3 separate regions of the Mus musculus genome follow, and all the other regions are linked to region 2. The links are chromatin contacts, called in public HiChIP or PLAC-seq and promoter capture Hi-C maps. All regions are on one chromosome and are shown on one strand. Each heading gives the region's core, a stretch centred on a gene start, on an enhancer-like site or on the middle of the called end of the contact. The rest is flanking DNA. Distances are from core to core; before and after follow the strand shown.

What was found. HiChIP or PLAC-seq counts read pairs in DNA pulled down with a chosen protein or histone mark. Capture Hi-C pulls out chosen DNA fragments and counts their contacts.
Region 1: a contact with region 2 is called in an H3K4me3 HiChIP or PLAC-seq map of the 230-238 cell line, with 12 read pairs. The contact joins two enhancer-like sites. A contact is called at or near these places in 1 of 115 datasets of contacts at active chromatin or transcription factors (the 230-238 cell line) and 1 of 9 other capture datasets (adipose tissue).
Region 3: a contact with region 2 is called in a promoter capture Hi-C map of adipose tissue. The contact joins two enhancer-like sites. A contact is called at or near these places in 1 of 39 promoter capture datasets (liver), 3 of 484 Hi-C or Micro-C datasets (CD4 T cells, the MNK3 cell line and liver), 2 of 115 datasets of contacts at active chromatin or transcription factors (embryonic stem cells and pancreatic cancer cells) and 3 of 9 other capture datasets (adipose tissue, liver and pancreatic islet).

What each region holds. Positions count from the first base shown.
Region 1 is chr11:106,308,873-106,311,614 of GRCm38.p6, reverse strand. Cd79b (CD79B antigen) reads left to right here. Exons shown (of 6, transcript NM_008339.3): 6 at 1-274. Among named protein-coding and RNA genes, the nearest start is that of Cd79b, 4.3 kb to the left of the region's middle. Within about 2 kb of position 1,379, at least 27 of the 459 cell types and tissues checked have an H3K27ac peak or open chromatin away from gene starts, as enhancers often do. A contact at or near this core is called in the 230-238 cell line, where this site is marked.
Region 2 is chr11:106,563,067-106,565,914 of GRCm38.p6, reverse strand. The region is part of intron 2 of Tex2 (testis expressed gene 2); the gene reads left to right. Among named protein-coding and RNA genes, the nearest start is that of Tex2, 48 kb to the left of the region's middle. Within about 2 kb of position 1,439, at least 94 of the 459 cell types and tissues checked have an H3K27ac peak or open chromatin away from gene starts, as enhancers often do. A contact at or near this core is called in the 230-238 cell line and adipose tissue, where this site is marked.
Region 3 is chr11:106,409,470-106,412,404 of GRCm38.p6, reverse strand. Ern1 (endoplasmic reticulum (ER) to nucleus signalling 1) reads left to right here. Exons shown (of 22, transcript NM_023913.2): 12 at 591-782; 13 at 2,243-2,510. Among named protein-coding and RNA genes, the nearest start is that of Icam2, 28 kb to the right of the region's middle. Within about 2 kb of position 1,679, at least 25 of the 459 cell types and tissues checked have an H3K27ac peak or open chromatin away from gene starts, as enhancers often do. A contact at or near this core is called in adipose tissue, where this site is marked.

The DNA.
Region 1 (2,742 bases), core at 130-2,629, 250 kb after region 2:
TGGAGTAAGGAGTTCTCTGGGGATAGACTTGACCCAAGGCTTCTGGGAGTGCCATGTGGGATCTGTCCCCATGTTTGGGACAGGAAAGCAGAGACTTGTTGGAATCTGCAAATGGACTCAGAACACACTGGCTTCAAGAGGAGTCTAGGAGGACCATGGTTCACACTGACACCTGAAGAAGTTGCCAGAATGCCATTTCTCTCTCCCATTCCAAGGATCACCCAAAGCCTACAGCCCATCCTCCTGTGGAATAAATAATGTGCCTGACACCAGAGATCTTCGTGATATCATCTCTCGGAGCTGGGTGGGTGGGTGTGGTTCCGTAAGCTACGGTGACATCCGAATGTGGTACCTGTGGGCTTATAAAACTGTGAGAGGGAGTGGCTGCCCTAGTCACTCTACCTTTCCCTCTGGAGGCCTAGTTGGGGCCCTGAAACAGTTGCTGGAGAAAGAGGATCCAACCCACCCTTCTGATGAACAGGGACACCCTCAACCTGCTCTTCCTTAAACCGTTAAGAGAGAGATTCCTGCTGGGTGTGGTGGCACACATCTCTAATCCCAGCACTCAGTAGGCAGAGGTACTTAGATCTCTGAGTTCAAGGTCAGCCTGGTCTACAGAGTGAGTTCCAGGACAGACAAGGCTATGGAGAGAGAGAGAGAGAGAGACACACACAGACACAAACACAAACGCACAGAGAGAGAGACAGAGACAGAGACACACAGAGAGAGAGACATGCAGAGAGAGACACACAAAGAGAGATACAAGAGATAGAGAGAGACTGACAGACAGAGATAGATTCCTAAACAGGATTCGAATGGTGAATGTTGGGGGCTTTTGTTCAGGGTGATCCCTGTATCACAGGGAAGCAAAGTATCCTTACCCACACCCTCCATGGACTCTAATGCCTTACAAATTAGGTCGTGACCTACCAGCTGTGAGAGTATCTGGGAGCCCCTTAAACAACTGGGAAGCCAGGGCCAGTCAGCCTGTATAAGCCAAGCCTGCCTCCCAAGCCCCACTCTGTCGTTCTACTCCCTAATTGACCTCGGTGGAACCCATAACACATCTTTGCCGTTCCTGCTGAGAATTCAGGCAGGTGAATCTCTACCCTGGGCAGCATGTGGGAAAGACTGAGACTACCGATGCTATGGGGATTCAGGGTGGGACAAGTGGATAAGGCACACGGGCCTGGGCCTTCAGGTCAGAGTCCTTGTCACACAGTGAACCAGGATAGTTGGACTGGGCTGGCGGATCCACCCCCTGGTCTGGGCTGCCAGAGGGAACTGGCTTGTTTTGCCACCTGCCTTCACTGAGCTAGAGCCTCACTTTCCTGCTATTTTGCATACGAGGGCTAATTCTGTCCCCTACCTCCACTAGGGACCAGGCAGTCAGCCAGGGTGGGGGAGTCTCAACTTCTCCCCTAAGCAGGATCTCCTCTGTTTGGGGCCCGCCCTGGTTCAGGGGAGACCACATTTCAGCAGCAGGGGTTCCCTGGGCCTTGAAATGTTTGTTGACAAAGAATCATTTGGACAGGAGGCACCCCGTTCAGCAGACGCCCTCGCTGGGCAGTGACTTCCTTGGTTTTGATGCCGGATCCCTCCTGGGTGTGTTTTTCTGTTTCAGGAGAGTTGATGGTTTCACTCTGCCTGTCTTGCGGATCCCTGGACCCCTAGAACTCACACAGGCAGTGAAAACCTAGCTGGGCCATATGAGTGTGAGGGCCCTCTCAGGCCATATGAGTGCAAGGGCACACTCAGACTCCAGGTGCTTTATCTGCAACACGGGGATCATAAATGCAATCTGGCTGTCACAAGCCATGATGACCCATGCCTACTGATCCCAGCTACCCAGGCTGAAGAAGGGGCTTGAATTCAAGGCCAGCCTTGGCAATATACTGAGAACTAACTGTCTGAAAATCTGAAGGAAGGCAGTTGAGCCAGATACAGGGTATTTTTTATACAGAAAAATGTGGGGTGCTTCATGAATTTGTATGACAAGGCCTCTAACTAAGCTGGAGCCCTTGGATGAGGCTAGCCTGGCTGGCCATCCAGCTCCAAGCATCTATGATCTGTGCCCCCCACCCCCCTGCCCAGCACCGGGATTACAGATATGTGCTACTGTGCCAGGGGTTTGCACATTTGTTCTGGAAACTGAGCCAAAGCCTTCACATTTATGGGGCCAGTGCTTAACCAGCTAAGGTGTCTTCCCAGCCTAAATGGGGTTTCATTTTTCTTCTTTGGTTTTTGTTGTTTGGTTTTTTGTTTTTGTTTTGGAGACACACAGAGATCCTCCTGCCTCTGCCTCCTGAGTGCTGGGATGAAAGGAATGAGCCACCACTGCCTGGCTTTGTTTTTTGTTTTTTGTTTTTTTGTTTTTGTTTTTTTTTTTTTTTGCTTTTTTTGGTTTTTTGTTTGTTTGTTTTGTTTTTTGTTTTTTGGGACAGGGTTTCTCTGTGTAGCCCTGGCTGTCCTGGAACTCACTTTGTAGACCAGGTTGGCCTTGAACTCAGAAATCAGCCTGCCTCTGCCTCCCGAGTGCTGGGATTAAAGGTGTGCACCACCACTGCCTGGCTTTTTTTTTTTTTTTAATGTCACATCAAATAATTAAGTTTGTTTACTTTTCTGTTATTCTGTGTCATTCATTCCATGAATTCTAAAACATGTCAAGTTCTTACTAACCGGGAAACGGAACAGGAACCAAAAGCTATTACCGAGCACAACAAATAAATATTGAACACCTCT
Region 2 (2,848 bases), core at 190-2,689:
CTGGGATTTGAACTTCAGACCTTTGGAAAAGCAGTCGGGTGCTCTTACCCACTGAGCCATCTCACCAGCCCGAATTTCAAATTTCTATTTATTTCTCCATATTTACATTTTTCTGGCCGTTTTGTGTACTTCATAAGATTTTTAGCATAAAACTATGGTTGTAGGCCGGGCGTGGTGGCTCACGACTTTAATCCCAATCCTTGGGAGGCAGAGGCAGGTGGATTTCTGAGTTCGAGGACAGCCTGGTCTACAAAGTGAGTTCCAGGACAGCCAGGGCTACACAGAGAAACTCTGTCTCGAAAAACCAAAAAAACCAAACCAAACCAAAAAACTATGGTTGTCACCTGGCATATTGGTGGTGCTTGTCTGTGATCTCTGCCTTTGGAAGGCAGAGGCAGGCGGTCAGCCTGGTCTAGATAGTGATTTCCAGGATGCAGCTGTGTAATGAGACCATGGCAAAACAAAGCAAAACAACAGCAGGCAGTGGAGCTGGAGAGATACGGTTGAGAGCAGTGCAGCTCCTGCAGAAGGCTTGAGTTTTATGTCCCAGCACCAAGTCAGGCCACTTCACAGCTGCCCTTAACTTCAGCTCCAGAGGATCCCAGGTGTCTGTACACCCACCCACATATATGCACATAATTTTTAAAAATTTAAACTCTAAAAGTATAATTGTCATTGATACAGTTTCTGAGTTATTTGTATACATAGTTATATAGGGTATAGAATCAGGAACATTTAAAGGTCACTGCTATATAATAATTTTCAAGGATCCTCTGTTGGCATTAGGTATTTCCAGTTTTATACATGAGGAGGCAGGGACTCTGTTCATCCCATGTTTTTGAGCCCAGCGTGACACTCCTCCCTCTCCCCTTCCCCCCTTTTCCTGTGGCACATCTCTGCAGAAAAAGCCCACGTCTAGACTTTGAGAGCCCCTTGCTGCCCTTACAGGCGTTCAAGGTGGCTTCTGTTTTCTTGGAGTGGTTTTGAACGCTATTGATCATAAATAACTTTTAGCTCTCCTCAGGTTACAAGCTTATTTGGGCTCTGTTAAATTTCTAGATTTGTTTCCCCTCCCTTCTATCTAAGGAATATTCTGAAAATGACAACATGATCTCTCTTTATTGAGAACTAAAAAAACAAAAAACAAGAAAGGAAAGCTGTCGCTGCAGTGGATGGAGGGGCCCTCTCCAAATCTGTCTGTTGTTTTCTCGTCTCTTTACATTCTGTCCTTATTCCCAAGAGAAGCATGGGAAACTCAGAAAAGGTCCACGTCAGACATATCCTGGGCGTGTCATCTGGCTCTGGTCAGGTCTGGAGTGTAGTGTCTGCATCACACATGCAGACGCACCCGCTCTTTGTCACCTGTGTGCTCACGTGTGTTACAGCCTGACCTCTTCACGCTTCCCCACACAGTTGGCTGTGAGACGGTTTCTTTTTTGAAGGGAAGCTGGCGCTGGCTCCCGAGGATGTGACACCCTTAGTGTAGCATGATTATGTGGAGCAGAGCAAAAGTGACTCATGCCTGGTGGCCCCACTGTCGAAACAGTGATGCTGTTACCTCCTGATTTCCACGCTCTAAGTGGCCTAGTGCTAACTTTAGCCAAGAGAAAAAAAGATGCCTGTGTCAGTCCCAGAACTACTGACTGACGAAGATATTTGTCCTGGGAAGATTTTAACTTTAGGACAGACAGCCTCAGTGTTGATCTAGTCAACTGTGGGTTGACAGTTTACCCACTACCCAGAGGGTGCAACATTACAGTGCTATTTAAATGTCACGACAGTTGGCTTGTTTTTAATCCAGTGAGTGGAACAGTAAAGGCAGGGTGCTAGGTGTGGGAATATTGTCTTATTAGAATTGTATCACAACCCTGTTCAGTTCGGGTATGTGCTGGTGAGGGAAGGGAGGCCCAGAGGCTTTCCTTGTCCATGGCCATGCTGTCTAGTGGTATTTTAGCCAGTGTTCTATTGTTAGTGATGCAATACCCCAGGCTAGGTAATATAGAAAAGAGTGTCAGATTTAGTGGTACCCACTTGTAATTTCAGCGTCTGGGAGGCAGAGGCAGGATGCTTGCAAGTTTGAGGATAGCCTGGGCTGCGTTCTGAGACCCTGGCTCAGCAAAACAAAGAAAAGGTGTTATTTTTGCTCATGGTTCTAGCCCAAGTTGAGGGGTTTATCTGGTAAAGGCTGTCTTCCTGGCAAACTGTTGATGCACATGGGGAATCATGGCTGGTGACAGGGATACTGTGAACATATGTTCTCTGCCTTCCCTGTCTTTTTTCTTGGCTTCCACCTTGGTGGCAATGATGTTTAGAAAGGGGGACACCAGGTGCTAGAGAGGTGGCCCAGTAGTGGGTGTTCCTGCAGAGGACCCGGGTTCTGTTCCCAGACCGGCATGGCAACTCAGCCATTTGGAACTCCAGTCCCAGGGGATCTATTGCTCTCTTCTATCCTCTGAGGACAGATAACAGAGCAGAGGGGTGGTGGTGTGCCCAGTTTGCCAAGCCCTGTCATAGGTATAATGAGTTCTTTCCTGCAGCATGCCTGCTTAGATGTCTAGATCTGCAAGTGACATCTTGCAGCCTTCCATACTCTGCTGGGTGAGTTGACTTACACAGGCCTCTAAAATGAAAGGGCCTTGGCCTGGCAGCTTCCGTCTCACCTGATTGGACTTCCTAGCCGGAGTCACATGCTGATTGTCTGGCTTGTGTTTTTTGTGCTTCTTGAAGGCAGAGAGGTTGGGCTCATCAGCTTGTCCTTGTATCCCCAGTTCCTGCTGTGTGGTAGGCATGCGATAAATAACTGTTGGATGCATGCTTGGGTCCATGAGGAAGAGTTTAACCAGTGGAT
Region 3 (2,935 bases), core at 430-2,929, 150 kb after region 2:
ATGGGCTTACAGGTGCACATACACGTCTACTGCATCTGACTTTTTTTGTTTGTTTGGTTGGTTGGTTGGTTTTTTTGAGACAGGGTTTCTCTGTGTATCCCTGGCTGTCCTGGAACTCACTCTGTAGACCAGGCTTTTATTTGTTTGTAGTGTGGGGATTAAACCCAGAACCTTCTGCATGCCTGGCTAGCTTTATTTTTCTGTGTAAAAAGGTATCAAATTGGTGACCAACTTTCACTAGACTTTTTTCAATATCTGACTTAGGTGATTTTACAGTTTTCCTTAACTAGAAAATCTACTCTCAGAAGAGTTGTAATTTACCATTGAAAATTTTTAAAGAATGTCAGGGTCTAAAGGTATTTCCAAATATATTGTTCTAAAATCTCTGAACAATGGCAGCATCACTGTAGAATTGTATGGTCTCTCACAGCAATTGCTTAAAAAGAGGGAACAGTTATGTGGTCCATCAGAATTTGATGAACTAGAAAAAAGTTTCATTTTAGTCCTACATTTTAAATAGACATGGCTTCTCTCGAGTGCCAACTTCATCTCTATCTGGCTAGACATTTAGAAAATCTCTTCCATACAAGGTTATCAACATAGTTGGCCAGACTTCAGACAACACACCGACCACCGTATCTCAGGATGTGGAGGAGAAGCTCGCTCGCGCCCCTGCCAAGCCTGAGGCCCCCGTGGACTCCATGCTCAAGGACATGGCTACCATTATCCTGAGCACCTTCCTGCTGGTTGGATGGGTGGCGTTCATCATCACTTACCCCCTGGTAAGGCTTTGCTCTTTCTTAGTATCCTCCAAGTTCTGGTACTCCTCTGTCAGTCACTGGGTGTCAGTCAGGGCCACACAAAAGCAGGCAACATGTTTCATATTTAAAAGTCAATATTTGAGACAGATGTGGTATTGCACACACTGTAACACTTAGAACTTTAAGGCTACCCTGGTCTACATAGCAAGTTTAAAACCAGCCAGGGCTATATTGTGAGGGGAAAAAAGAGAAGTATTTGCTTATCTTCAAAAACATAATTAGAGATACTAGCTTCTCATAAAAGAACGGTTTTGTTTTGTTTTTTTAAAGATTTATTTTATGTATATGAGTACACTGTCAGTGTCTTCAGACACACCAGAAGAGGGCGTCAGATCCCATTACAGATGGTTGTGAGTCACCATGTGGTTGCTGGGAATTGAACTCAAAACCTCTGAAAAGTCAGTGCTCTTAACCACTGAGCCATCTCTCCAGCTCCCAAAAGGACAATTTGTAACTAAATCTTAGTGTTTTTTAAGAAAGGGTAAACTAGCTGATATATAGCTCTGCCTAAGATTATTTAAAATAGTTAATTGAATTGTGTTTTTAAAGGAAGGATAGATAACAGATGAAAATGTGCTCCTCACACTACTTAGGAGTGAGACCTGCTGACGGGTAAAGACTGGTATAGTGGTTCCTTTCACTTCCTAGTTACAAACAAGTCAAAATAAGCTGCTGTATCTGAGTAGGGAAGACAGAAGTCCCTCAGCAAGCCTGTGGGATTGTCTCAGAATACCAGCACATAGGCAGCTCACATCTCTATCGGGTAGGGAAGACAGATTTTGTATGCTTTGCTTTCTGTGGGCAAAGTGTCATTACCTAATCTTTCTAACTTCACACAGTCCTGTGAGGTCATTATTATTTATTCTCTGTCCACAGAAAAAGAAACTAGACTCTGGGAGGCAATGTGCCTTCGAGCTACTAGATGGCACTCCCGGAATTTTGACCCCAGATTCAAAAAGAGCTAGAAAACTCCCTTTTAGTGCACCTTCCATGCCCAGACAAGAATGTGTACAGACCACTGATGTTTCTCCTGATGGTGAAGCAGAGCTTTCAGAGTATTGAGAAGAGGGTCTGGGCAGCAGGAAGATGGGACTAGGCCCTTAGGAGCAGGCACCAGGTTCAGCCCCACCTACACTGCTCCCAGCATGCCTTCTAGACTTTGCCCCCCCCCCCCCCTTCTAACCTCTATTCAGGGACAGCTCCTCCTGGTGACCACTCAATCTCACCAGCCCCCTCCAGGGTTAGACTGGGCCCTACAGAAGTGTAAGATTACTGAACCAATTCTGTCTTGTTATGGCTTCTCTCTGACCTTGTGCCTTAGCATTCAAATAAGGCCAGCCTGACTCATTGGCCACAGGGAACACGTCTCCCTCTGACTTATTCTACTTGGAACTAGCCTGGCTGTGGGATTCTCTTCACAGAGCGTGCATCAGCAGCGTCAGCTCCAGCACCAACAGTTCCAGAAGGAGCTGGAGAAGATTCAGCTCCTGCAGCAGCAGCAGCTGCCCTTCCACCCACACGGAGACCTTACCCAGGACCCTGAGTTCCTGGATTCATCTGGCCCCTTCTCAGAGAGCTCTGGCACCAGCAGCCCCAGCCCATCCCCCAGAGCCTCCAACCACTCCCTCCACCCCAGCAGCTCTGCCTCCAGGGCCGGCACCAGCCCCTCTCTGGAGCAGGATGATGAGGGTAAATAGTTCCCCATTGTATCTGGGAGCAATACCTGGAACACAGAGCAAGCATGCTCTTCCCGGATTCCTGAGGGCTCACTGTTCTTTCTTCCCTGGATTCCTCCTACCTACTGATCTCTGGATAAAAGGCTCTGAACTGCTATTGGCCAGAGGGAAGTTTCCCATCTTCCCATCTGGCTTAAGTGAATTTTTAATTAATTAATTAATTAATTAATTAATTGCTTATTTATTGACAGGGTTTCTCTGTAGCCCTGGCTGTCCTGGAACTCACTTTGTAGACCAGGCTGACCTCAAACTCAGAAATCTGCCTGCCTCTGCCTCCCAAGTGCTGGAATTAAAGGCGAGTGCCACCACGCCCGGCTTAAGTGAATTCTTAAGACCCAGCACTGGCCAGGTTCAGAAGTGAAGCAATGGCCTATTTTC